Regions from separate parts of the Gossypium hirsutum genome. Here region 2 is linked to region 1. The links are chromatin contacts, called in public Hi-C maps. All regions are on one chromosome and are shown on one strand. The core of a region is the stretch at or near the end of the contact, and the rest is flanking DNA. Distances in the headings are between cores, read along the strand shown. Region 1 holds the start of LOC107918358 (chloroplastic import inner membrane translocase subunit TIM22-2). Region 2 holds the start of LOC107919533 (65-kDa microtubule-associated protein 1).

What was found. A called contact is a pair of places that touch in the nucleus more often than the background predicts.
Region 2: a contact with region 1 is called in a Hi-C map of leaf, with 1.7 times the contacts expected there. The contact joins the promoter of LOC107919533 here to the promoter of LOC107918358 in region 1. A contact is called at or near these places in 4 of 34 Hi-C or Micro-C datasets (hypocotyl and leaf).

Annotation. Positions count from the first base shown.
Region 1 is chrD13:49,592,344-49,595,594 of Gossypium_hirsutum_v2.1, forward strand. It overlaps LOC107918358 (chloroplastic import inner membrane translocase subunit TIM22-2), which reads left to right and starts at 1,680. Exons shown (of 5, transcript XM_016847895.2): 1 at 1,680-1,949; 2 at 2,643-2,707; 3 at 2,806-2,878; 4 at 2,973-3,026; 5 at 3,116-3,251. The coding sequence starts at 1,694. It overlaps LOC107920516 (kinesin-like protein KIN-12F), which reads left to right. Exons shown (of 16, transcript XM_041109022.1): 15 at 1-135; 16 at 213-733. The coding sequence ends at 464.
Region 2 is chrD13:49,728,054-49,731,304 of Gossypium_hirsutum_v2.1, forward strand. It overlaps LOC107919533 (65-kDa microtubule-associated protein 1), which reads right to left and starts at 1,618. Exons shown (of 11, transcript XM_016848977.2): 1 at 1,458-1,618; 2 at 358-406; 3 at 163-257; 4 at 1-60. The coding sequence starts at 234. It also overlaps the pseudogene LOC107919532.

The DNA of each region.
Region 1 (3,251 bases), core at 430-2,929:
AGGGAGAAAGAACAATTGAAAAAAGAGAACAAAAGTCTCAGAATCCAGCTAAGAGACACAGCAGAGGCAGTTCACGCTGCTGGAGAACTCCTAGTTAGGCTGAGAGAAGCTGAGCAAGCTGCCTCAATTGCTGAGGTAAACTAACTTCTACATTTATACTGCTACATAAAAGGAACTGCAGAATTGATCCTAACTTGAATTTTTTTTTACAGGAGAACTTTAGTAATGTTCAGCAAGAGAATGAAAAGTTGAAAAAGCAAGTGGATAAGTTGAAAAGAAAACACAAGATGGAAATGGTGACCATGAAACAGTACCTTGCAGAGAGCAGATTGCCAGAATCTGCACTGCAACCATTATATCGAGAGGATTCAGATGTAGCAGCATCACACAACAGCAGTGCAATTCTATATGATGATCAGGCTTGGAGAGCAGAATTCGGAGCAATATATCAAGAACATTACTAATTCATCTAAAACAAATCTGACCTTACTTCGGTCAGAATGAAGATATGTATACCTATGTTGTTTGTGAGTGTCGGATACGGGTATGTATCTTACACAATTTAATTCTTTTAAAAATGTTTTTTTTTTTTGGTGTGTAAAAGTTACAAGTCAATTTTATACCCATATCCGGATATATATATGTTGGACATGGGTGAGAGCAAGAGGGACACAAACTACTATTCTTGTATTGAATGCATCATCTGATCTCTAATAAATTTTTTTTGAGTCTACGATGTCATGTCAGCAACGCATTCTTTGGGGTATTAATAATAGATTTTCTATTGAAATTTGCCTTTGAAACGTTTTCATGCAGAACTTAAATCTTCAATTTAAAAATTCTTTTTATCTTTTTCTTTTCATTTAAGAAATTATTTCAAATGAGCTATTGCATAAAATTATTTCTTTGGCCTAAAATTATCAATGGTTGTAAGGTTTCTTAAAGGCTATATATGAAAGGAAAAAGAAAGAATTATTTCTCTACGATTATTTATTTAATGGAAAAATATTTTTTTTATAATTAAATAAAATGATGAATTGTAAAGTACTAGTTTTGGGTTGAGTATTTGGATTTTGTAATGGATTGAATTAGTTTTGATTTGGGTTGAATATGGGTAACAAGTTCAAGCTTAGTTATAAAATGATTTGGTGTCCAATAAAAATATTAGGGTAAATTACATTATTAGTCACTAAATTATGTGTAGATTTTTTTATTTTGGCTACTGAATTATTCAAAAGTTTTCGGTTGTTAAAATCGAAAGCTCTCTTCCTCTTCTCTTCTATAGTTTAGTTTTTTTTTCATGAAACAACTTTAGATATTACAAATCTGTGAACAAAAACTCAAACAACTTCTTTTTTCGATTTCTAACACTAATCGTCAAATCAACTTGGATCTAATGTATGTTCTTCTATTCGTCAATGGGTACTAATCTATCGTATTGAACATCGAATCGTCACTTGGAGCTTTTTGGTGGAACTAAAAAAAAAACTTAATAGCGTGGTGACTTGAATAAAATATTTGAATAGTTTAGACATTTCTAATAGTTCAATGACCAAATTGTAACTTTTTTTAGTTAAGTAAACAAAACAAAAACATACCTGTAGTTTAGTGACTAATGGTGTAGTTTGCCCAAAAAAAATATGGAAGCTTCATAAAACGCCGTCGTTTGCAGATAATCAAAACAAAATATCAGATGTCTTGTAAAGAAAAGATAGATAGGCACGTCGAGAAAGGGGGAAAAGGAACTCATAGTAGTTTTTGGACAAAAATGGCTACTTCGGATTCTCCAAACACTTCAGCTGGATCTGATATTGAAACAAACCCTAATCCTAATTCTTCAAAAGCCATAATCCTAACACCATCCAATTCCAATTCCCCTGCCGTATGCCTCTTCCAATTCGCAGGAGACTCCGCCGCCGGTGCCTTCATGGGCTCCATCTTTGGCTACGGTATTATTTTTCTCTTTTCATTGCTAAATATTTTATGATTTTTCCCTCTCTCGGGGTTTTTTTTGGCGTTGTTGGTAAGTTTGGTACAGAACAAATTTTTGGGAATTTTTCCATTGAATTTCTTGGTAAGTTTAGTTTTGATGTTATTTGTGAATTTAGGTTTTTGAAAATTTTAAGTCAGATCAGAACTCTTTTTTCTTTGTGTAATTTTATTTTTTTGCATGAACTTTTTTATTTTAGTACATATGAGTTTAAACTTAGAATATCGTATGTACCGATGGAATATTGATAGTAATTGAGTGGAGAAGATAGTCATTATATCTGAACAGTGGATTATTCTGTTTTTATGCATTTCTAATTGTAATTTAGATTGAATAATTTCCTTTGGCTTCTGTCTTTAAGCTTGAACATTAACCCTTTTGAGAACTTTAGACTTTTAAAAGATTGAGCTATTACGTATTTGATTTTGTGTGAGAAGTAGGATTTTATGCTTTCATTTAGGTTCTTGGTTGTCCTAAAATGCATGTTCAATGTCCTGAAAATTTTGTTTCAAGGTTAGGGCTTGACCAATAGTGGCTGAGCTTTCTTTTGGGCAGTATTTTCGACTAGACCATCTGATCTTTTTTCTGTGGCTCATTGTGTGCCTGAAATCAGGTGTATACTTTAATTTTTCTCTTTCCATGTCTGTCTTAGGGTCAGGATTGATTAAAAAGAAAGGCTTTAAAGGATCCTTTGTGGAGGCAGGATCTTACGCCAAGGTATGAGAATCTCATGATCACAAAATAATGCAATTCTAGTTTTTCCCCTCTTGAGTGAACAAATCTTTCGGTTATATCACATTGTTTTCTCTTTATAGACATTTGCAGTTTTGTCCGGCGTTCACAGTTTGGTTGTTTGCTTTTTGAAGAGGCTTCGGGGAAAAGATGATGGTATGCCTTGTAAAATCGGAGTAACATTGCCTCTTTTTTTTTTTTTTTTTTTGTGCTTGTTTTGCTGATATAGAGTTATTACCATTCTCTGCAGTTATTAATGCCGGTGTAGCCGGATGCTGCACTGGACTTGCTCTAAGTTTCCCAGGTACGAGAATCTCAAGTCTTATTCTTATGTTATAAAAATATCAGTTTCAGTTTGAACCTCATTTTGGCTTGAAATGGTTGGTTATGCAGGTGCACCTCAGGCACTTCTACAGAGCTGTCTCACCTTTGGGGCATTCTCATTTATCATCGAAGGGCTTAACAAGCAGCAGCCAGCATTGGCACATTCATTTTCTGCGAGAAACAAGAGTGCACACCACAAGGGACC
Region 2 (3,251 bases), core at 368-2,867, 140 kb after region 1:
TATCTGAAGAAGCATCTTGTCTCTCTCTTCATCACTTTCACCAACTTCATCCCATATTTCCTTCAATCAATTGCAGAACATTTTACCTCCTATATTTCTACATTCAGATATGCACCAGAAACAAAGATTTTATGGGAGAGAACAAGTTAGAAGCCACATTACTTGCAGTTTCTGCAGTAAAGTGCCACAAGTGGTTTCTCCTAGAAGAGGGTTTTGTGCATCCATTACTGCCATTTACTCTACCACTTCAACCTAGCCTACACCAGAGCATTTAATAGACTTTAAGACACATTTATTTTAAATCTTGCAATTTAAAAGGAAAGAACAACCCAGAACTAGACAATTATGAGTATATACCTTCTTGACCAGCTAGAAACAGCACTTTACCAGACTAAATGACATACACCTAGCAGCAGAAGTCGCAACCAATGGAATATCATTAAGTTTGGACAAGTATCAAGAATTAGATTAACTGAAGAATCTCATGGCAATAAACAAGATAAACTTAAAGTGTAAAAAGATATGAATTGGTAAGGGATCCGAATATTGAAATCATATAAAAGAATATCTTAGGCAGTAAAAAGAATGAAGATGCAACCACGGTATTTAGTAAGCACACTAGATAATGTTTCTGAAGTTTGTCTTCGGAAATTGCAATAAGCAGGCTAGTAGGAAGTATCACTGAGTTCAGATCATAGTACAAAAGAAGTAAAAAGAAAAGACTCATCATACATATTGGACCAAAGTGCAATTGATCAATCAAGTAAACTTGCAGAAAATTTGGTTGCTCTTGCTCAAACATTGAAATTTACGAGGAGGACAAAGGAATGCTCAACGACTTCTTGCAAGAAGCAAGGGAAAGTTCTCTTGAATATCTTAATCCAAAACCAATAAAAAATGAATCTGATGGGAGTTTACAAGGAAAAAGAACATGAATATTTTTGTATCTCAGATCAAGAACCAATGTAAACAAAGCCTTAAGTATGATAGAGATATCAGTTTTGATCTATTGAGCTTCCAATATGTTAGCCAAATGTAACACAAAACAAATTTATTAGAAATTTGAAACACTCTGGCCAAACCATCAACATTTTTAAAACAAGTTTTTAGGTTATTTACCTCACATTCCTCAACAAACAATGAAACCCGTACCTTGATTGACCGAAGCCAGGCAACCAGCCTTGAACAAAAACGACCCAGCTTCACAATTTCATTTCTTTCTCAAAATTCACTAAACATTAATCACTTAAAATAGCAAAGAAAACTCAAAGCTCAATTATCCACTAAAAACACACTTTCATGAAACCAACTACAAGGATAACCTCAGATCTTTCTTAAACCCATTACAAAAAAGAAAAGCATACTTTGGTCACATAAAGATCAAAACAAGAGTAAACAAAGCTGAAAATGCAGGAGAGAGAACAATGAAACTGAGGAGAAGAATAAATAAGCCATACCAGATCTTATTTTAAGCAAAGATTTCTGGGTTTTTATTTTACTTCAGATCTAAGGCTTTGATCTTTGCAGAGAGTGGAGTTTGTGAGAGTGAGAGAAGCTTTGAATTTTGATGCAGAGAACAAAAACGATAAATGCGGGCTGTGGGACCCTATAACATATCTAGTTGTCTTGATAAATTATTCTGATCGTTAAGTACCCGTCTTTCTTGTGTTATTTACGAAGATGACACTGTCAGCTTCTAATCCTTTAAATATTTTACTTGTTTGTCTTTGTCTCTTTCTGACTTTTGGGACTAAAAATTATAGTGACTAAACAATGTGAAAATAAATCTCAAACACTTAAAAAGGGTATGTTCACGGTAATGGAATAGAGCTGTAATTGAATAGAGTTGTAATTAATAATTCAATTGTTTAGTTGAATGTAATAGAATAAAACTGAACTGTAATAGTATTCTTGTGTTTGGTTGAATGAAATATGTTGTAATAGCATAAGAAAAAAACTAAAATGACTAGAATATCTTTAGCAGAATTTTTTTAGATAGATGATTATTGTTATTAAATTTTAATAGGATTAAAAAATAATAACTAATTTAATCATTTTTTAAATATAATTATTATTAAAATATGAATTAATACATATTATAACCCTTAAACTAGATAAATATTATTTATTTTATTAATACATATGATTAAATTTAATAATAAAGAATAATTTAATCATATTTTAATATAATTATTATCAAATATAATTTGATAAAATTAAAAATAAATAATTTAATAACATTCTTAATATAATTATTATTAAAATATGAATTAATAAAAATCATAACATAATCTCATGGGATCACAGTTGCCAAATTATAAATATTGATCCAAAAATAATAATTATTCTCTTTTTTATATATATGAAAAATATCAAACATCTATACACCAAACAAGCAAGCAGACTCCTATTTTAACTTCTCTATATTTTTCCCCAAATTAACATCAATTCCAAAAATATTCCCCCAAAAATATCAAAAAAGAAAAAGGGTCCTGCTCTGCCATTCATGTATCTTCAACCTGAATCACTTTCCATACCCCTCATGTTCTTCAATCCTCTTAGTCTCTGTATCATGCCAAAACTCAACAACAAAAACATGAATAATAGCATAAAAAATTATTGCATTGTAGGAAATGTAAAAGAAGAGAAACCAAATCATATATTACCTTCTTAGAACTCTTCTTCTCCTTAACTGCAATCTTCCCATTCTACAGAATTTTTTTTTTGACAAATCTAGCAGGAATTGTTGTGATCAAAGATGCAATATCTTTGACATCAGCTGCTTTCAAAGAAGTCAATGATAGTCTCATCACGGCCTTGAGTAGTGCAATATAGTGATAACTTTTCTGCATAAAAGGATGAATTTAGGCAACGTGAGAACTTCCTCAATACAGTGACAATGCAAGGAAAGAAAGATTGTTAAACTCACCTCATATGGGCAAAGCTTGTGAGAAATAAGCTCAGCATACTGCACAAAGTCACTTTCAGATTTGGGAATAAAATTATCAAGAGTCTTATCATCACCTTTCTTGGAAAATAGTTCAGTCATTGATTTATAATCGGTTTATTCCACAAGCCTATAATAGAAAGCAAAATGTCAGATCATGACACCTTATTGACAAAAAAGCAATGAAGAAAAAAAAATCACCTTTAGATATATACACATATATATACACACACAAAAATAAAAAATGGGTGGAGGATAACAATAAGACTTCAGCTAATTTAGAAACAAACTACAACGAAATAGT